2 separate regions of the Mus musculus genome follow, and region 2 is linked to region 1. The links are chromatin contacts, called in public HiChIP or PLAC-seq maps. All regions are on one chromosome and are shown on one strand. Each heading gives the region's core, a stretch centred on a gene start, on an enhancer-like site or on the middle of the called end of the contact. The rest is flanking DNA. Distances are from core to core; before and after follow the strand shown. Region 1 overlaps Afg1l (AFG1 like ATPase). Region 2 holds the start of Afg1l (AFG1 like ATPase).

Region 1 (6,062 bases), core at 448-2,947:
GTGTTGGTTACGCCAAAATAAATGGAAGTCTTGTCTTATTGTTGATTTTGAGAATTTGGTTCACAGTTGTCATGAGGCCCAAACTTTTGTCAAATAAAGCTGAGCCGTGTCGGTATTAATTTCATTTTTCAATATTAAATCCTGATTAACCTTCTTCCCTCCAACCCCACTGCACAGAAAAAAAGACGATAAGGGATTTTGGATTCTAAACAACCCCTCTCTGATACCAAGTGTCCAGAATTAATGAACCTAGTCGAGAGACGCCGACCCTCGGACGTGCTCCACGAGAGGGCCCCGACCTCCTCCAGGACCCCACGGCCTGCCGGTTCCCCTCATTGGAGGCCTCCTCAGTGAGAGGAGGGCCTTTACCCTTGACCAGGGAGTCTGATTTAGCAAAGACAGTGAAACTTAAGCACAAGTCCAAGTGGACTTTCCCCCTGCAGGTACAGGTAATAGGGGGTTAAGACTGCCGCTGGGAGAGAAGAAGGAGTCGTGCCAGCCACAGTGGGGATCAGAGGTTGCCTCTCCATCAGAGTCTTAATTAATCCTAATTGTATTCCTTCTAAAGAGCTAAATGACTGCGGGTTGGACTCATCTGTGGTTTAAAGGTGACGAATGCTTGCCTGCTAGGAGTAGCTCAGCGGCTTTTGAGAAGCACACTCGGTTAACACTCAGCAGATAGAAATGAGAGCAAGCTTCTCTGTGCCTCAAAACAGCTCTGCTTGGACTAGCTAAAGCCAGGAATCAGGGCCTGGGAGGATGCTCGATTGAGGAACTCTGTGGAAAGTTACTCGAGCGCCTCAGGATTTACACAGGATAATCACATCGAGTATTCTACTGAGCACTGAGACCCCCACACTTTGAAAAGACTTCATATTTACAGAGGATTTGTGGTCAAAGATGTTCTGATATGGGTGTGTGTGTGTGTGTGCAAATATTCCATCTGTGAGATAAACTACTTCTATTATAATACCAGTGTCATAGTTTTTTTTTAAATTGATGTTCTTTCACCTGGCCAGCAGCTCAGACAGCATGGCAGCTGAACAATGAATCTGAAATATGCAGCTCTTTACCCGCGTCTCCTGAGATCACAGTAAAATTGCTTATCTTGCTTCTCATCCCCACTAATCTCACCTCATTTTTTTTCTCCTTGTAAAAAAATTTTTTTCCATTTACCATTTATTCCATGCATCCATGCTCAGGCTGGAAGGCAACCTGTGGGAGTTGCTCTCTCTTCTTCCACCATGTGGGACCATGGAGAACAGAGCTCAGATGGCCAGACTTGGCTGCAAGTGTCCTTACCCACTGTGCCATCTTGCCATCCCTTACACCTCAGTTTTCCTTACTCCCCTCACATGTGACTTTCACAATAGAGCCATATATGACACTGATTTTGCTTCTGCTTCCAGCAACAGTTGACAGTTGTCTCTGCATTTCTGATTTTTTTTTTCCTGAAAGCCCTTCAAAGAGCAGATTTTGTGCCAGAACCTACAAACATTGCTCGGTAAATGGATGAAAAATGTCCCTTAGGGAGATTTCTTCCTCCGTTCTGACTCTGTGAATGGCGTTTTAAAATCTGAAGCTGGCTGAGGGGAAAACATGAAGTATTTTAACATGTGAAAAGGCCAGTGAGTCTGGCCAGGCCTGGATACTTACTCTCTCACACAGCTCTTCAAATGTGCAGTCGGCAACGCTTCCACAGGCTTTATTCAGCCGCAGCTCTCTGCCTTGCACTTTCAGAATCCTTGGGCTAGTTACTATGGGAACATGAACAAAGACTCAATCTTGTCTGGATAATTACTATAAAATTCATCTCTTACAGATAGGAAATGCATAGCTTGATGAATAATAGCACATGATTCAACACATAAATTAGAGAAAATGCTGATACAATGACGGCCACTTGAGTGTGGCATCAACCCGTATACAGCAATGGAACTTATTAATTGGTCAGTGGAGATTGGGCATTGTGTTCTAAATGTATTCTCTTTCAAGAGAAATTAACTTACGTACAATCATTTTGTTTCTGAGCCAGCTCATCAAACAACTTATCCACGACGGCCTCCACATCAGCCTCACTTGTGCTACAGTGAAAAGAATAATAGAATATGAAATTAATAACACTTGAAGCCAACATCAAACAGCTGCCTGAGCCTGCTTAGCTTTTTGCCCATAAAAAAAGGAGAACAGGATGTTATGCTCTAAATACAAACATTAGATTTAGAATACACTTAAAAGCAGTGAATATTAACTCTCAGGTAGATGATCCTGCCTTATTTGCATACATTGAAAGACTTCTGAGCTTCTAGATGTTTCCAGTAATGAGACAATACAGGCGGAGTAAATCCATTAATACTATGTGTACACAATGAGAAGAAAGCTTCTGGCTCTCTCTTGCATGCAAAACAAGAGCAAATAGGCAAGGCAGTCAAGCATCCAGCAAGTATCCTTTGAAATCGCCATTGAGAGGGTACACGTGGAATTAAAGATTGAGGGTGTTTTGAGAATGAGAAAAACCAAGTCAAGCCACCGGCTGAGAGGATCGAGCTCTCAGGATGAGATCACTAGCTTCCAAACACCAACTTAATCAGCACCTCAGAAACTTTATCAGACTTCTATGCGTCTGAACACATTCAGGACAGACTTCTGTCAGGATAAGGACAAGAATAGACTCCAGTTTCTCTCAAAAATGTCCTTGTTGGAATCCCACCCCCGCCCCCTCCTTCTGTGAGGCCCTCATTGCCCAGGCTATGGAGTGAGTCTTACCACCCAGTCTTTTGTATTCTAATTAGAAATCACCATATGGTTTAAGGAGCTCACATATAGAGATGTGATAGTGCTGTGGCCTCTTTTCTTCTCACTTTTTTTTTTTCAAAGAAGGGTTGATAAATTAACAGTCAATAGGAGAAATAACTGGTAGAAGAAAGGCCATTCCAAAAAACCCTTCAAGTGCGAATCTAAGTTTCCTCTCATCCCGCACACAAACTTGCACAAGATGACCTGACAATATGCTTAATTTTGAAACAAATCAATCTTAGCTAATTGTGGAAGTGACTGACATCCTTTCAATTTTATTGAAAACTAGTCATTAAGATAAAGTTTAGACTAAACAGAATCTTTCTTAGCAGGCTGCTGACATTTAACACACAACCACGGAGCTCCTCAGCTGCAGCAAATGCAGCAGCAACTTAGAGCACAGCTGCAGTCAGCACAAAGAGGCCGCCCACCTCTGCAGGTTTCCAAGATATCATCTGCATGGTTGACGCCATAGGGAGTGCTACCTGAGTTTCATAAAGCCCTATAAGACCTTCAGATTAAGCCACATTAAAGGAACTAAATGAACTATGGAAAGAATGATTTAAAGACAATCACCAAAAAAAATTTTTTTTAAGTAATTTTTAAAATTACGCTTGCATTCCATGTGAAAGCCAGAGAAAAACTTGTGCGAGTTAATTTTCTCTTTCTACCATGTGATTCCCCACCTTCATCTCCAGTCCTAAGGCTTGGCAGCACTTTAATCAGCCCTGAAAGCAAATTTAAATATATCAAGAAACCCCGCAAAGTCAATATCGATGTCACACAGACCACATTGGATTCAATAGAACAACTCCTACCATGCAGTAGAGTTACACACAATGTTTTTGAGAAGGGATGTGCACGTGCATGCTCCTGTGAGCACACACACGCAAGCACACACAAGCACACGTATGTATATACAGGTGTGCAGTGCATGTGTGTGTGAAGCCAGAGGCTGACATTAGGTATCTTTCTCAGCTGCTCCTCAGTTGGCTAGAATGACTGACCGTGGACTGCAGGGCTGTCTGTCTCTGAGTCTGTGCCCCACCCCCGCCCCACCTCCAGCAGCACTGAGACTGCAGAAGTGGGACTCTGCACCCGACTTTTATATGGCTGCTGGCGATCCAAACTCAGGGCCTTATGCTTCCATGGCAAGCACTTTACCAGTTGAGCCATCTTCCCAAACCTAATTTAGAAATAAATAAATAAATAGGTGGCACTACATAGCCCAGGCTGACCTTGAACTTGTGTTCCCCCTGCCTTAGCCTCTACAGTCCCTGGTTAATGATCTACTTAAAAATTACTTTACTTATCATTAGTGGTGATGTTGCGGGGGCGTGCCTTGCCTTGCCATGTCAGTTTCCCATGGGTTCCGGGGACTGAACTCAGGCTACTAGGCTTTTCTGACAAGCCCTTTTACCCACTGAGCCATCTCACTGGTCCTAACAATGTACTTGTCGAGGCATATAAACTAGAGCAAGGAGAATAGGGGCAGAGCCCATCAGGACAGTACCTGCCTAACGCACACACACATGCATGACACATACGGCGACAACCGCTCCTTTACGACATTGTTAGATTTCGTGTTGCATTTTATTTATTTATTTATTTTATTTATTGATTTATTTATTTTTGAGGATCCTGCCTATCACGTAGTCTAGGCTGGCCTATAACTTGCAATCCTCCTGTCTCCGTCTCCTGAGCACTAAAATATAGAACTGTACCACCACACCCAGCACAAAATTATTTTTATTTTAACATTGTCTTATAAGAATTTTATTACCCTACTGTAAACAGATACACTGATGTCCCAAAATAGAAAAAAGGTGTTAGTGTTAAGTGGTACAAAGCCAAAAACATCTTATAAAAGTGGTCTATGCGGCACCTGACTGCTGCCCATGGAAGCTAGCAGGCACTTGGGCATAGGAGTAAGCTTTACTGCGGAGGCCAGGCGCCTTATCTTCACATTGCCTTAAAGCACGTAGCATGGGTAGCTATGACACATTTCCGTGTGTTTACACTTAACCAAATTGATACAAAATAAAGGCAAGCAGGAAGGGAATTCTTATCATAAATAGATACTCTCAAATTCCTTAACAAATAACCTTTTATCTCCTTATCCTCCCTCCCTCATTCTACTCAGACCCCAGCATTTTTATATATTTATATATTATCATGTATGGATGTAGGGTGTGTATGTGCAGGCACGTGTGGGCCACGGAGCACAGCAGAGGCCAGAGAACAACTCCGCGGGTCATCTTCCCTTTGACCTTGACATGGATGGAGGGGGTGGCGGTGTCAAAGGTAGTTCCTCCAGGCTTATGCAGCAAACGCTTTACCCACTGAACCATCCTGCCAGTCCGCATTCTCTTTATTAAAGACAAGCATTAAAAAAATAAAGAGAAAAAAAAAAAAGAACTACCTATTTACATTAGCCTAAAAGGAGCAGTTACCTATGGTATATTTCCAAATCAAATTTAAGCAGCTCTGAGTATATCTTGCACTTGCCACAAAAACCTCGGGAGATTCTAGCCTTTTCAGTGTGCTTCCAGCAGAGCAGCAGAAGCCACCCCTCGTTGGACTGCTCTGCGTGGCGAGCTACACTTGACTCCTGTTTCACCATGGGGATCCTAGCACTATCACTCTGTCACCGGAGAGAAGGCAGATACTCAGAACTATGTCACTTATCCAATCAGAATATGCAGAGACATAAACTTTCTGTATGATAGAAAATACAAATATGGCATGACCAAAGTGGGAGCGCTGTGGTAATACTTGTATCATAGCACATACAAATTTATCACCATATAAAAACTTCCACAGAACAACTGCCAAAGGATTCTTAAGAAGCTGCATACAACGATGGCTTAATGGGTAAAGAGCCCATCGCTCCCTCTCACCGAGTAATAAATGCAAAAAAGAAAAAGTCATGCAGGGTGTGGTGTTGCCTGCCTATAATCCCTGCCCTTGGGGGCTGAGGCTAGAGGATGGGGAGGGGCCAGAGGATGGGACAGGGGGGAACGGGAAATGGCCGTTGTAGGCTCCCTGATGGGGTATGCTGCCAGCTGGAGGGCATTTGAGGAGTGCAGGGACTTCATGGATAGATTAGTGCATTGGGGCAGGGTGGAAGAGACATGTTTAGATGTGGGCTTGGTTGGAGAAAGTAGATCATGAGGTAAGTAAGGCAGGCTCCTGCCGGTCCAGGTTCCCCCCAACCGTGGCCTTCTGATTTACCGTATGCCTAGAAGCAACAGACTCAAGAAGTG
Region 2 (6,620 bases), core at 2,621-5,120, 140 kb after region 1:
TCACTACATTGAGAACTACGAAGTCCATCCACCCACAAGGCTAGGAGACAGCTCAGTGAGTACGGTCCTTACCCTGTAAGCTACTTCCACTCCTGCTGAGAAGGATCTCTGTGCAGGAGATGAGACTGCAGTGAGCTGAACAGAACAGGGTATCATCCAATAGCAACACCTAAAAATACAGTACATGCCCCAAGATTGTGCTACAACAAATGGTGAGATTTGATTCTCACAGCCTCTTACCCTATGAAACACACTCTTCTTAGGCTAACTCAAATAAAGCAGAATTTTAGGCAGGAGGGTTTTTTCTGTTGTAAAACCGAGAGATGTCCTCCCTTTCAGTATCTGTCCCAGTTGTTCACGCCTTCTCTATTCTTCATGATGTGTCTTAAGTCTTCCCTGGGACTTACACTTGTTGTTTCTGCTTTCCACTCTGCAGACCTGCCCAGGCAAGTCCTGCGTTCTCCTGCTCCACCTGCCTCCTATTCCTCCCTCCCTCCCCACACCCCACAACTAGCACCATCACCAACACCCTAAGTTTAACCAATCAAAACTAAATCTCGGGGCTGGGGGGGGGTGGCTCAGTGGTTATAAATGCTTGCTGTCCTTCCAAGGGGTCTGAGTTGTTTTATTTTAAAAAACAAAACGCACAAAAAAAAAAAAAAAAAAAAAAAAAAAAAAAAAAACCAGGGGACCAGAGAAATAGCTCGGTGGTTAAGAGCACTCCCTGATCTTCCAAAGGTCCTGAGTCCACTTCCTAGCACCCATATGGTAGCTCACAACTGTCTGATGCTGTCTTCTGGTATACAGATACACATACACCCACATAAATAAAATACCCATATGAATATAATATAAACAAAAGTACCCATATAAATAAAATAAATAAATACATAAATAAGCTAAGAAAACAATAACAACAATTTAAGCCAAAAACAATGGAACTGCCTCTTTGGGTTTCTTTTCCATCTTGACTTAGTTTCCCTTACGTAGCCCAAACTAGGAACTCCACAATGATATTAACTAATCTTCCATATCTGTTGCAGGACTGTCAATTCTATCAAGAAGCCATGTCTGAATTCCCTCCCCACCACAGCATAACCAAACTGCCTTCTCAAAGATTTGAACTTCCTTCCAGCCTCAGCATCGTCCCCCAACCCCCAATGCCTGGTGTATCCAGGAGCACGCATGCCGAAACAGACTCAACCACATTTATTCCAAGAACCCTCCACTACCTTATCTCACTAAGCCTACACAGCCCCCTCGGCATCCAGGGCTCTCTGAACCCAAATGGCAGACCCCATCCCAAGTTCATCTCTGGCCCCTCTCCCTCAGAACCACAAAAACCAGTAAGAGTCATAGGCTGTTCTCTCCAAACATGGCTGGAAAAACAAACGAAACTCGGATTGTAAGAAAGAAGGAGCCGATTAGAAGTCAGCCTAGAGTATAGAAAAGGCTCAGCTGGGGCTGGTGGCTCCCACCTGTAATGGCAGCTGAGAGGCCAACACAAGGGGGTTGCAAGGTTGAAGCTAGTGAACTCCTGGCAAGTGAGCCCCAGGCCAGCTCCAGCCAAGACCCTCTTTCAAACCAAACCAACCAACCAACCAAACAAACAAACAAAAAAAGTGTGTATCTACATGCTACATGTGTCTGCATGTGAGTGTGTACATTGTTTTAAGAAAAAAGAAAAGGGCTCATCACATATTAGCTATCAAACTTGAGTACTGTAATCCTGCCTCCCTCCGAGGGCTGGGCCCAACTCATTCATATAACTCCTTACATTTAGTTTAAGACTTCATATGAATTAACAATGTTGTCACGTTTCTACCTACACACCACTGGCTAATATGATTTCTTGGTTGTTGTTAGACCTGAACTCACTATGTAGCACAAGCCAGTCTCAAATCTGCTGTGATAGTCTAGCCTCAGGATCAGCACCTGAGCCCTGGAACAGAGGGCCCCTTTGCTGTCTGAGAAAAGGCTTTCCCTTAACTATTAAGAGGGTTAAAACTGGCCTGGTGGTGGCACACGCCTTTAATCTCAGCACTCGGGAGGCAGAGGCAGGAGGATTTCTGAGTTCGAGGCCAGCCTGGTCTACAAAGTGAGTTCCAGGACAGCCAGGGCTATACAGAGAAACCCTGTCTCAAAAAACTAAAAAAAAAGAAAAGAAAAAAAAGAACTGAACCTATAGCTCTGTGGCAGAAGGGTGGCCTAGTGCACAGGAGACCTTGGGTTCAAAGCACAGTACTGCTGAAAATCAAGCCAAATCCTGCCCTTCCTGTCCTCATGGTCTCTCCCAAGGCTTCCTTCCTGCCTTTGTTTAAGCCAGCTTTGTAAATGAAACTTCAAACAAGAGGGGAAAAAGAAATAACCCTCCTGGGGTTATTTCTTGATGGCGGGTGTGGGGGGGGGGAGTAAAGAAAGGGGCAGAAACTGTAATCCAGACTCAATTAATGAGATTTATACTTCAGCATTTCTCTTGTTTATAAAATAGAAAGGAATATTTTTTACTTTACTTATTTTGTGTGTGTGTGTGTGTGTGTGTGTGTGCGCGTGCGCGCGCGCAAGAGAGGACAAGTGGTGGGTGTTGGTACTTCCCCTCTGCCATATGGGTCCTAGGGATTGAACTCAGGCTTGATAGCAAGGCCCTTTGCTAAGTGGGCCATGTAAAGCTCACAGTCTGGTATTTATTTCAATGACTGAGGGGGGAAAAAAACCTATCTTGAGACGATGAGAATCGGCATTTGCATATATATACTCTGTTAAATTATATCCGATTTTGAAGGTATATAAAGAAGCTCTTGGAGATGAGGAAAGGTGACTGAGGAAGACCATGAGAATAACGTCGTTCATTTGAAAATATCTGCTCATCAGACACCAATCACCATCCTACGTGCCAAGGAAATAAGGACACAGGGTTTGCTGTCTTTTGAGAAACCAGTCCAGTGAAGAGAGGTAAAATTAGCACTTCTGGGAAAGAGCAGCAGGAGGTTCTCAAGTTCGTGGCCAGCCTGTACCACACAGTGAGACCACGTGATTGTAATTTGGCTAACCACTCATTCACAGACACATGACAGTAGAACGAAAGAATCGAAGGTCAGGGGCAAAACAGATAAATGACAGACAAACAGACAAAGTGATGCCCTAGGAATTTAAGACTGCATCGAGAAAATGGGCGGGGAGGGGGCATAGGGTCCCTGACTGACATGACCATTAAGTCCATCACCAGCCTTAAGAGCCCAGATGGGTTGGGGTGAAAGGCTCCCCACACACCAACCCCATCTTGCTTACCCCCATCCCTCCAAGCCGGGCTCTTGCACACCTGCCCTCTCCAGGCCTGGGTTACCTGGGGAAGAACTGGGTTGGCCTCTGACCCTCAAATGGAAGTTACTCTGGGCAGCTGCCTGAGGCGCTCAGCGCTCTTTGGGGCAACGAGATGCAAAAGGTCAATAGACACGAACTCGTCTCTAGGATCCTTACAACTTGTGAAGCCACGGGTGCAGCTGGGAGGGATCAGACAGTGGGGTGACCCCAGGGCCTTGCGCGGCCCGCTCGTGACACGGTCACTGACCTTTCCACAGGGGTTTCCCAGGGCCAGGGGCCGGAGGAGGGATTGCGACGACCCGCGCCCCGCACCCAACACCTCTCCCAGTCAGCCGGCTGCGCGCGGCGGAGCGCAGAGTAACCAAGGGCGACCAGGAGGCCGCCATCTTGAGCTCCGTACAGGGAGGAAAACTTTATTGTAACCCAGAAGACGCGACGGAGCAGCCGGGTGCTGTGGCGCTCCAGGAGGCCACGCCTGAAAATGAGAGAGCGTTAAAGAGAGATGACCTCAAGCTTAGAAAGGCTGCAACGCCTGCCCTTCACGCCTTCCGGTGGGCCTTGGGACTACAAGTCCCGAGAGGCCTCGCGCCTTGAGGGGGCGTGTCCTGACAGTCGCGGGTGCGCCCCACCCCGCTGAGAGGCGGCTAGAACCAACTCTCCACCCCGCCCCCACTGAAACCCTAGTTCTCCAGGCCTGAGAAACCAATTGTAGCTTGTAGTAATAATCGTGAACCTTCTAAGACCGCATAATATGAAGGTGACCAAGAGGTATATATTATACCTCGTCCAATCTGCTATAATATAGCCTCAATTTACTTTTCTTTCGGTGTCCAACGTGTCTCTGAAGGGTACCTGAAATGTGTTTCTGCCACTTTCTGTTTGAGCTGTTGAGTAATAGAAATTATCTTCTATATAGCACATGTTTTCATGCTTTGAAGAAGCTTATAAGTGGGACAGGAAAGCCAAAGGGCCCAGACTGACAGCTGGTGGATGTGGCAGTCATGGGATGGTGTGACCACTTGAATTTGCGACTGCCCTCATTTGAGGCTGGCGACCCTTTGGCTAGATGAACGCTGCAGCTAAAGACAATAGTGGGATCAAGGAGAGAGCACTGTTGTGGAGGAGTACGGAGATTATATTTTTGTCTAGGTGTGTGTGTCCTATATTGAAAGCGATTCTTCTGGAGGCCAGAAGTGGGCATTGATCCCCCCAGAGCTGGCTGAGATTAAAGGCAGCTGTGGGCCACTCAACGTGGGTGCTACGAACCAAACCCTTGTCGGCTGCATAAGTTACACATTATTTAAACAGTTGAGCCACTTCTCTAGTCCATACAAGATTAACTTTTAACAAAAGACAAAGACCTTCCCAGGGGTTGTCGGGTGGTGTTCAGCTGATAGAGTGTTTGCCTAGTTAGCAGGAAGCCCAAGATTCACCAGTCTGGGAAGAAAAAGCACAAACAGCAATCCTAGCATTTGGGAAATGTAGACAGCAGGGTTAGAAGTCCAACTACATAGTTACATCCTTAAAAATAAATAAAACAACAACAACAACAACAAAAAAGTAAACCCTTCAACCGTGGATCATATCTAAAAGACCTGAACATTTAGCTGGGAATTATGGAAAACAAGAAAGTCTAGCATTCCTAGGAAGGAGGAAACAAAGTTTCAATTGTGTGACCAAAAAAGAGAACACTAAGAAGAATTCCAGGAAACCAAATTGTGGTCACCAGAAGAGGAATTCTGAAGAAACAGGAAATGGAAGGTGTAGTATGGCAGAGTAACTTCAAGCCTTTTCTCTGCTAATATGTCAAAGTATGTACCCACCCCGATGGGACTGAAGATAGTCTAAAGAGACACTTGTGTCTTCTTTCCCTTTGGCTATTGCACTACTGAAACAATGGCCCTAAGAAATCAAACTGCTCCCAAGAATCCCACGCTGGGACAAGGAAAAGGTTGAAGCCTGGTGCCAACCAGAAAAGGGAGAAGCTGGGCTCCCGGAAGTGACGTCACACGGTTCAGACAGTGCAGAACCAGCTTGTAGGACACACTGGAGCTGGGCAATGGTGGGCCAGTGATGCACAGGTCACACCTGACCTGGACGGCTGAGTTGTTGTACCTCTTTCCTACGACTTAAACCCAAGCTTCCAGTCAGGATCTCAAAGATGGATTTGGATCTCTCTCTCTCTCTCTCTCTCTCTCTCTCTCTCTCTCTCTCTCCCCCCTCCCTCCCTCCCTCCCTTCTTCCCTCTCCAAGCTCTGACCAGAACAACCGTATCTGCTGATGTACACATCCAGTCTTGGAACTCTAGCTCCATAGACCAGGCTGGCCTTGAACTCAAAGAGATCTGCCTACCTCTGCCTCCTGAGTGCTAGGATAGAAAAAGTGTGCCGCCCCGCTCGCTGCCTGGCTGAAGCAACCTGTTTTTAAATTTTTTTTAGGTTTATGAGTGTTTTGCCAGCATACATAGCTATGTATCACATGTGTGCCTAGTACCTAAGGAGACTGGAAGAAGGCACCAAATCTCCTGGAACTGAAGATGGATGGTTGCGAGCCTCTGCATGTGTATTGGGAGTTGAACCCAGGTCCTCTTGACAGAGCAGTCCATGTGCTCTTAACTGTTCCGCTGTCTCTCCTGCTCACAAGCTGGTTTTTTTAAAAAGGTCTTCCACTACCCAGAACTGAAATAAATAAATAAGTCTCACACAGCACTCCCAATTTTATATTCTCGTCTTATATAAAATTATAATTTCACACAACACTGCCAATTTTATGTTCTCCACAACACTCAACACCATATGGTACCTACTGTATAGTCTACACACTACAGAGCCTGAACTGAAGGTGCTGTGCACAGTAGGTAAACAGTGACACTTCAGCCTCAGACCACAACACTGTGCGTTGCTAGGTGATTAGTTTATTATCTGCTCTTCCAAGAACTGAGGCTCCCTGTGCTTGGTATGCTCACAGCTGTGTCCCCAGACCTGGAATCACGTCTAGCTTATAAGGATTTTTTTTTTAAACTGAAAGAGTAATTTCAGTAAAAATACAAAGTGTACTGTTTAAAGGACCTGAGGGGTTGTTACGGAAAACTGGAAAGTGTTGCAGAGTCACCCATGATTCTTAATGCCACTGCTGGGAAGGGGACATGGAGGGAGCCCAGCATCCACACTGGAGAATGTGGGGTGTGTGGTCCCTTTCTACCACCCACCCCCCCCCCCCGACCCCAGACCAACATCACAGAGGTGCTGGTGTCTTCTGGGCTTTGGTTTCTGCCATCCTGTTCAGGAAAGCTATGCTCT

What was found. HiChIP or PLAC-seq counts read pairs in DNA pulled down with a chosen protein or histone mark.
Region 2: a contact with region 1 is called in an H3K4me3 HiChIP or PLAC-seq map of forebrain, with 4 times the contacts expected there. The contact joins the promoter of Afg1l here to the enhancer-like site in region 1. A contact is called at or near these places in 4 of 39 promoter capture datasets (3T3-L1-derived adipocytes, embryonic stem cells, hippocampal neurons and 1 more), 1 of 484 Hi-C or Micro-C datasets (LSK cells), 5 of 115 datasets of contacts at active chromatin or transcription factors (bone marrow-derived macrophages, embryonic stem cells, forebrain and 2 more) and 1 of 9 other capture datasets (liver).

The regions. Positions count from the first base shown.
Region 1 is chr10:42,338,169-42,344,230 of GRCm38.p6, forward strand. Afg1l (AFG1 like ATPase) reads right to left here. Exons shown (of 13, transcript NM_145743.2): 9 at 2,014-2,084; 10 at 1,657-1,757. Among named protein-coding and RNA genes, the nearest start is that of Foxo3, 65 kb to the left of the region's middle. Within about 2 kb of position 1,698, at least 26 of the 459 cell types and tissues checked have an H3K27ac peak or open chromatin away from gene starts, as enhancers often do. A contact at or near this core is called in forebrain, neural stem cells and stem cell-derived neural progenitor cells, where this site is marked.
Region 2 is chr10:42,474,695-42,481,314 of GRCm38.p6, forward strand. It overlaps Afg1l (AFG1 like ATPase), which reads right to left and starts at 3,871. Exons shown (of 13, transcript NM_145743.2): 1 at 3,569-3,871. The coding sequence starts at 3,707.